2 separate regions of the Pan troglodytes genome follow, and region 1 is linked to region 2. The links are chromatin contacts, called in public Hi-C maps. All regions are on one chromosome and are shown on one strand. The core of a region is the stretch at or near the end of the contact, and the rest is flanking DNA. Distances in the headings are between cores, read along the strand shown. Region 1 has its middle 5.5 kb from the start of TM4SF18. Region 2 holds the start of HPS3 (HPS3 biogenesis of lysosomal organelles complex 2 subunit 1).

Region 1 (3,848 bases), core at 1,251-3,750, 210 kb after region 2:
GAACCAACCCAAATGCCCATCAATGATAGACTGGATTAAGAAAATGTGGCACATATACACCATGGAATACTATGCAGCCATAAAAAAGGATGAGTTCATGTCCTTTGTAAGGACATGGATGAAGCTGGAAACCATAATTCTCAGCAAACTACAGCAAGGACAGAAAACCAAACACTGCATGTTCTCACTCATAGGTGGGAACTGAACAATGAGAACACTTGGACACAGGAAGGGGAACATCACACACCGGGGCCTGTTGTGGGGTGGGGGACGGGGGGAGGGATAGCATTAGGAGATATAACTAATGTTAAATGACGAGTTAATGGGTGCAGCACACCAACATGGCACATGTATACATATGTAACAAACCTGCACGTTGTGCACATGTACCCTAGAACTGAAAGTATAATAATAAAAAATAAACTAATTACTTAATAAATTTTTTAAAAAAGAAAGTAACCTTGAGGGGGACTGAACTGCAGGTGGGAGACGGAAATATCATCTAGCATTGAAATTTACAGTTTCTTAAACCAATAGTCACCACTCCCCTTCCCAGTGATTTTTAAGCAGAATTTAAAAAAAAATGAAAATGTTTGATTTGGCTCTTCGTTTTCCTCGAAGTGAAACCTTCTCTCATAGAGGTTCTAACAGGCACCGAAACGAGAATTAAGAAGGGGTGGGAGCAGAATAATCGCTGAAGGGGGTCATTGGCTACCAGGAAACCCAGAAGTAGCTGTGTTCTACTAGACATACTTGCAAGGTTCTAAGGAGGTTTAACTTAATTGAGGTTTGACTTAAAAAAAAAACTTTTTATTGTCAATATTTTGCTCTTTGGAGAGCAGTGACTAAGATTACATTTTGTTAATGTTTGTGGGGAGCAGAATCATTGAGCATTGTCTGCTTTGTAAAAATGCTGTGGCTCCCAGGAATCTTCAGTGTCAGTGAAGTGAGCTGTCACTCTCAGTCAGGGTCTCCTTCCAATTAACTATGATAAATTGACATCTATTGAGTATCTTCTATGTGGAGGCGCTGTGCTAGAAGTTTTCACATGCATGAAAAACAAAAAGCCGAAAAATGAATTCTTACAATAACACTAAGGTAAAGGCATTATTAACCCTATTTTGCATGTATAAAAAAATGGATGTAAGAAAAAAACCGTCCTTTTTACTTTATTGTTATTTAAAAAATAATTTTGACTTTTATTTTAGATTCAGAAGGTACATGTGCAGGTTTTTTACATGGGTATGTTGCAGGATGCTGAAGTTTTGGACCATTAGGCCCCAAACCCATCACGCAGGTAGTGAGTATAGTACTCAATAGGTAGTTTTAAAGTCCATCCTTTCCTCCTTCTTCACTCTGGTGGTCCCCAGTGTCTATTATTGCTATCTTTATGTCCATGAGTGCCTAATACTTAGTTTCCACTTATAAGTGAGAACATGAGGCATTTGGTTTTCTGTTCCTGCATTAATTCACTTAGAATAATGGCCTCCAGATGCATCCATGTTGCCACAAACAACATGATTTCATTCCTTTTTATGGCTGCCTAGTATTCCATGGTGTATATCTACCACACTTTCTTTATCCTATCTACCACTGATGGGCACCTAGGTTGATTGTATGTCTTTGCTATTGTGAATGGTGCTGTGATAAGCATACGTGGGTCTTTTGGGTAGAACATGGATTTTTCTACAAAAGAAATTTAAAAACTTGCTCAGAAACTAGAAGTTAAGTCTGACTTTCACATTCTTTATGCTATTCCACCATGTTCACCCTTGCCTGATAACATTGTTGTGCATTACCCCTCTCTTCTTCATTGTAAATTGGTTTCAAATTTGGAGGTTCTAATTCCTTGGTAGTAGCTTCCTACAGTGCTATTTTGAAGGCACACTGGTTTCGGTGGGAGAGATATACAGATCAGCTAGATAGATTAGTGGTGTCTGCAGTGGAGATGGGGTCAGAGAAGAACAACATGCATGGCTAGTATTCCCTAGTCTTTGTCCAGCCCCAAACGATGATGTCTCTACTGATGGTATCATGTCACAGGTTGTTATGAAGACTTGGTGAGGAAGTACATGATCAATTGTTATTTGGAAGATGGTTCCAGAAGAATGACAGAAGTGAATGAAGAGGATATTCCTGGCTGGAAAACTTGATAAAATTGTTGAAAAGGGAGTTGAGTAATTTCTTTGTCCTTGGTTACCCTATTAGTGAAAACAGCTAATGAAGTCTCCCCAGATAACTCAACATTTTACTTAATTTCATCTCTAAGAAAACACTTTTAACCTGCCTCTGGAAAAAATATGTTTGCTCATAAATAACATTCTTGAAGCCATTTGCCTCCGGTAAACTCTCAAATTTTTTTGCCAAAGAATTCTTACTAAATCAGGATTTTCTTGCTGGTCCTCCAGTAACTGGGAGGAGCCACTGGGATGCCGTGCTTGTTGGCTGCTTCTGGCCTTGGCTTCCTGTTCTCCACAGCAGAGCTGAGGAAATCCGCAGGATGCCTGCTACCAGGGGACAGGGTGACTCAGGAGGAAAGACTCCACCTAAAATAGTCGTGGTATGCAGTCTCTGAGTCACTTCACTTTGAAATCAGTTAATATAAGATCCTGGAATTAGCCCCACAGGTGACGGGAAGTGGGGAAGAAGGAAATATCTGAAAAAAAGTTTATCCAAAAGAGAAATTGTCCATGAATATGACTTTTTAACAGCAGAAAAGGCTAATATTCAGGGAGAAATTTCACCTTGAGAGTTTAAAGTAGATAAACTGTGATTTCTTCCATGGAGCATGGGCATAAAGCACTGGTCTGGGTCCAATTTAGGGACCCACTGGGAATGAATGTTTGCTTAAAAACACATTAGACAAGCAGCAGCAGGGCAGCTGTGGAAACAGAAGTGTGCTGTTTTGATGCAGTTTTCCTGAATGTTGTGTTTATAATCCTTTCTCTAGAATTATCTGGCCAAAATGTCCATAGTGCCAATAAATTCCAGGTTTATCTCTAACTAATGATAAACATTAAGTTCTTTCCCTACTGAGACAGGGAGAAGAGTATTCCTGTTTCTATTCAAAGTTCCCCAAAGCAGCTTTCTGTATTTGAAATGTCCTCTCAGACCATTGTTGAACCTCCCTTTACTCCCTTCTGACTGGCTCCCAGCCTCCTAGAATTAATTTATTTATTCAAGCTCTTCATAGTAGGGGAGGAAGGAACTGTATTCAGTCATTTATTCTTAAAACGTGTATTGAACATTTACATGATGACACATGATGACTGAGGCAAAAAACACCCATTCCTTCAAAATGCTCAGAGTCTAGTTGAGGAAATAAAAAAGTTAAACAACAAATTTGTAATACAAAATGTTGAATATCCAGTAGATTTAACCATAGGCTTTTTGAAAGACACAGGAACCTTGAATGGAGCTGGAGTTCAAGTGAGATTTCTTGGAAGTCTGGAGGACAAAACTGAGTCTTCAAGGTTAAGATGCAAGTATCTAGGTAAACTGAGCCTCAATCAAAGCTAAATGTTGCCAGGTGTGGTGGCTCATTCCTGTAATCTCAACACTTCGGGAGACTGAGGCAGGAGGATCACTTGAGCCCAGGAGTTAGAGACCAGCCTGAACAACATAGCGAGACCTCGTCTCTGCATAAAATTTTTTAAAAATTAGCCAGGCGTGGTGGCACATGTCTGTAGTCCCAACTATTTGGGAGGCTGAGGTGAGAAGATCGCTTGAGCCTGGGAGAATGAGGCTGCAGTGAGCCATGATTGTGCCACTGTATTTCAACCAGGGTGACAGAGTGAGATCCTGTTACAAAAAAAAAAAAAGCTAGATATTCACTGGTAGATAAATGC
Region 2 (3,898 bases), core at 1,056-3,555:
CCCCAGCAAATACAGCTTAAAGAAGTTCTAGGGCCAGGTGCAGTGGCTCATGCCTGTAATCCTAGCACTTTGGGAGGCTGAGGTGAGAGTATCGCTTGAGTCCAGGAGTTCAAGATCAGCCTGGGCAATATAGTGAGACCCTATCTCTACAAAAAATTTTAAAAATTAGCCAGGCATGGTGGTATGTGCCTATAGTTCCTGCTAATCTGGAGGCTGGGATGGGAGGATTGCTCGGGCTCAGGTGGTCAAGGGTACAGTGAGCCATGATCACACCGCTGCACTCCAGCCTGGGTGACAGAGCGAAACCCCATCTCTTTAAATAAGAAAGAAAAGAAAGAAAGAGAGAGAAAGGAGGGAAGGAAGGAAGAAAGTTCTCAAGACAACCCTTTTCAACAGAGTGCTACCCTAAGTGCGTGTGCTATGGGCTAAATTGTGTCTTCCCCCGAAATTCATATGTTGAATCTGTAACCTCCAATACCTCAGAATGTGACTGTATATAGAGATAGGGCCTTTAAGAAATAATTAAGGTTAAATAAGATCATAAGGGTGGGTCCTAATCTAATATGGCTGGTATCTTTATAAGACGAGGGAGGGACACCAGGGATGCAGGCACACAGAGGAAAGACCATAGGAACACATAATAAAAAGGTAGTCATCTTCAAGCCAAGGAGAAGGGGCTTCAGGAGAAACCATACCTGCTGACATCTTATCTTGGACTTCTAGCCTCCAGACCTGTGAAAATGAAATATCTATTGTGTAAGCCACCCAGTCTGTGGTATTTTGTTATGGCAGCCCTTGCAAACAAATGCAACCTCCCGCAAGGAATTGATGGTGTGCCATTGCTGCCCCTGCATTCGTAACAGGAATACAAGTGGGCAGCTCCTGCTCACAGCTCCTGACAAACGTGGAAACCAGACACATGCCCCACCTTCCCTTGGGTAGCATGTCTCTTCCCAAAGAATCTTAGATGAGTCAGGTGCAGTGACTACAGCAAGGAAGAAGACACTATCTCTAGGAAGGAATGGGGTTCCAGGTTTTGAGCAAATCTCACTTCTTTCTCCAAAACAGACATTCTTTTTATGCAGGTGAAATTACACTAAAGTTAATATCAGTCTTCATTAGGAGAAAATTGAATTAGGATAATTAAGTCTTGAAGAAGAAAATTAAGCCAAAAAGAATAATATGGCAGATACTTGTGGAAAGGAATCTTTTTTACTATTGATTTTGATATTTGCTCTTAAGTTTTGTATCTACAACAAATAACTTGTGGACTATTAGTCTGGTTGTTTTCCATAGGAGTCTTCTGTGATTTTTTGCAGCCCTAGTTCCTGACCTGAGCTACCTCCATGTTTACTTCTGACTCACTGAGTTTGACGAACCTGTTGTTTCCCATTACTTAGAGGTACTTTATTCATCTGAAGGGCCTAGGAAAGGGAGGCAAGTTTAACTTCAATCCAATTGCATCTAATTTACAAATTCTGAACTGGAAACTGACTGAAGAAAATGTTGCACTTTCATTTATGTCCCTGTGTGCCTAAATAAAACAGCATCCCTCAATCCATGCTAACACATATATTTTCTAGGTGAACTGGACAAAGTTATACTACTTGTTTTATCTAAATCTGATTTTTTTAGAAAAGGGAAAGTGTTGCGATCGTGAACTCCACGTTGAGATGTCAGGAATAGATAATTTACTGCATAGTTTTAGGAGCACTGGACTGAAAGCCAGGGGATTTCCCTCCTAGTTCTTCTATCCTCTGGGGTTCAAACTAGTCTTCTGTCAAATGCCTACAAGATGAAGTCCATGGATTCTTTCATTCAACAAATATCTTTTTGCCAAGCACGTTCAAGGCTTTGCTCTTTCCAGCTGAACTATTCTAGAATTTCCATTATTTTAAAGCAACTCTTCAGAGTGTTTAGCCCCGAATTGCACCCCATTTCAGTTTTTGCAACCCCATCCTCCAGAAGCTCAGGGACTACTGAAGAGACATGAATAACGCTCCTCAAAGTAACTACAAAATGTTACAAGATAGATGATGAATTGTCAGAACGTACTCAAAAGCCAAAACATACCGCCTGGTCCGAAGCAGTAAAAGACGAAAGGCAGGGACCCAGCGGTCCCCGCACCCACCGGCCACTGAGCGTAGAGCAGTGGCAAGCTCGCGCGGCGGAGTGGGAGGCGCAGAGACCGAAAGCACTGCAGCGCGAGAGCGCGGGCTGACCAGGCTGGCGTGACCGCTTTCCCGACGCCTGCCACCCCCCGCGGCGGCCTCTTTAAGTAGCGGAGCCGCGGGCGGGGCCGGCTGGCGTTCACGTGACCCGGCGTCACTGGCTCGCTCGCGGAAGTAGTCCTACATTCGCGGTCAGCGAGGGGTCTCCGGGCGCCCTGCAGGGCGGGCAGGCTGTGCCATCCCGCAGCCGGACGTCGGGATGGTGCAGCTGTACAACCTGCACCCGTTCGGGTCGCAGCAGGTGGTGCCCTGCAAGCTGGAGCCGGACCGGTTCTGTGGCGGGGGGCGTGACGCGCTTTTCGTGGCGGCGGGCTGCAAGGTGGAGGCGTTCGCGGTGGCCGGCCAGGAGCTGTGCCAGCCGCGGTGCGCCTTCTCCACGCTGGGCCGGGTGTTGCGCCTGGCCTACAGCGAGGCTGGTGAGTAATCTGGAGAGCCAGGGGCCGCCTGGGGTCCAGCTTGAGGCCTCCTAGCTAGCAGACCGAACGTCTGGGCTGTAGCTCTAGCTAGGGATGGGACTTCTTGCTTCCCGGAATTTGCCGGATGGTCTCCCTGGGTCTGGCCGCTGATTGCTTGAAGTCGCATTGAGCTATGCGGTTGTCGCGGCAAGCATAGGTATGAGCTTGCTTCTGTCGGGGCGGAGACGCTGACATCTCTTCGTCTTGGTTTTCTGCAGAAAGGCCTCTGGCTGGATTCCACTCATCTCGGATACTTAAGCAAACAACAACAAAAAACTCTTTAGTGCCTCAGATTTCAAAGACTTACCAAAAAAACAAGTAGGAATAAGGAGACTAGTACTGTATCCTGGAACCTCCAAGTACTCCCAGCTTTAACAATTATTCCAGCTCTTGGCAGTTCTTTCACATCTGTACCTCCATCCACTTCCGGTCGGTTTTTGAAAGTTCACATTATGTGTTGATTTTTAAATGTGTGTAAGTAGAACTCAGACTGCCCCCCTCCCTTCTCTTAAACATCTGTGGCCGGGCGCAGTGGCTCACGCCTGTAATCCCAACACTTTGGGAGACTGAGGCAGGCGGATCACGAGGTTAGGAGTTCGAGACCAGTCCGGTCATTTTATTGAAACCCCGTCTGTACTGAAAATACAAAAATTAGCCGGACGTGGTGGTGGGCGCCTGTAGTCTCAGCTACTTGGGAGGCTGAGGCAGGAGAATCGCTTGAACTGGGGAGGCGGAGATTGCCCCATTGCACTCCAGTTTAGGCGACAGAGTGAGACTCCGTCCCAAAACAAACAAAAACAAACAGTTGTAAGAGCAGCCGTTACTCTTTCACACCAGAAATGTGAAGCAATACCAAGGAAATACTGTGTGGGTGAATCCTATTTTAGAAAAATCCAACATTTAAAACTAGATCCCTTTTAGATTACAGAAGAATTTACCATATAATTCCTTTAATACACTTACCTTCGATTCATACTTTACAAGATGGGTGTAAAGTTCAGTATTTACGGTGCAAAAGCTGGTGGCTATGGTATTAATGAAGTGGAGAACTTGAACCTGGAAGATTGGAGATCTGTCTATAATCCCTACCCCGCAGCTGGTTCGGTGTGAGTTTATAGAAACCTTGGGGTCTGAGTTTATGTTAAAAAAAAAAAAAAAAAGTTGAATAAATAGATCAGTGATATCCAGACCCTGGGGTTTCGTGGCTCAATT

The links. Hi-C and Micro-C count contacts between places; a contact is called where the count stands out from the background.
Region 1: a Hi-C map of induced pluripotent stem cells shows a contact between it and region 2, with 1.8 times the contacts expected there. The contact joins the enhancer-like site here to the promoter of HPS3 in region 2. A contact is called at or near these places in 2 of 7 Hi-C or Micro-C datasets (induced pluripotent stem cells and stem cell-derived neural progenitor cells).

What each region holds. Positions count from the first base shown.
Region 1 is chr2:152,527,316-152,531,163 of NHGRI_mPanTro3-v2.0_pri, forward strand. No RefSeq gene overlaps it. Among named protein-coding and RNA genes, the nearest start is that of TM4SF18, 5.5 kb to the left of the region's middle. Within about 2 kb of position 2,501, at least 3 of the 24 cell types and tissues checked have an H3K27ac peak or open chromatin away from gene starts, as enhancers often do. A contact at or near this core is called in induced pluripotent stem cells and stem cell-derived neural progenitor cells, where this site is marked.
Region 2 is chr2:152,317,268-152,321,165 of NHGRI_mPanTro3-v2.0_pri, forward strand. HPS3 (HPS3 biogenesis of lysosomal organelles complex 2 subunit 1) reads left to right here and starts at 2,306. Exons shown (of 17, transcript XR_001713713.3): 1 at 2,306-2,647.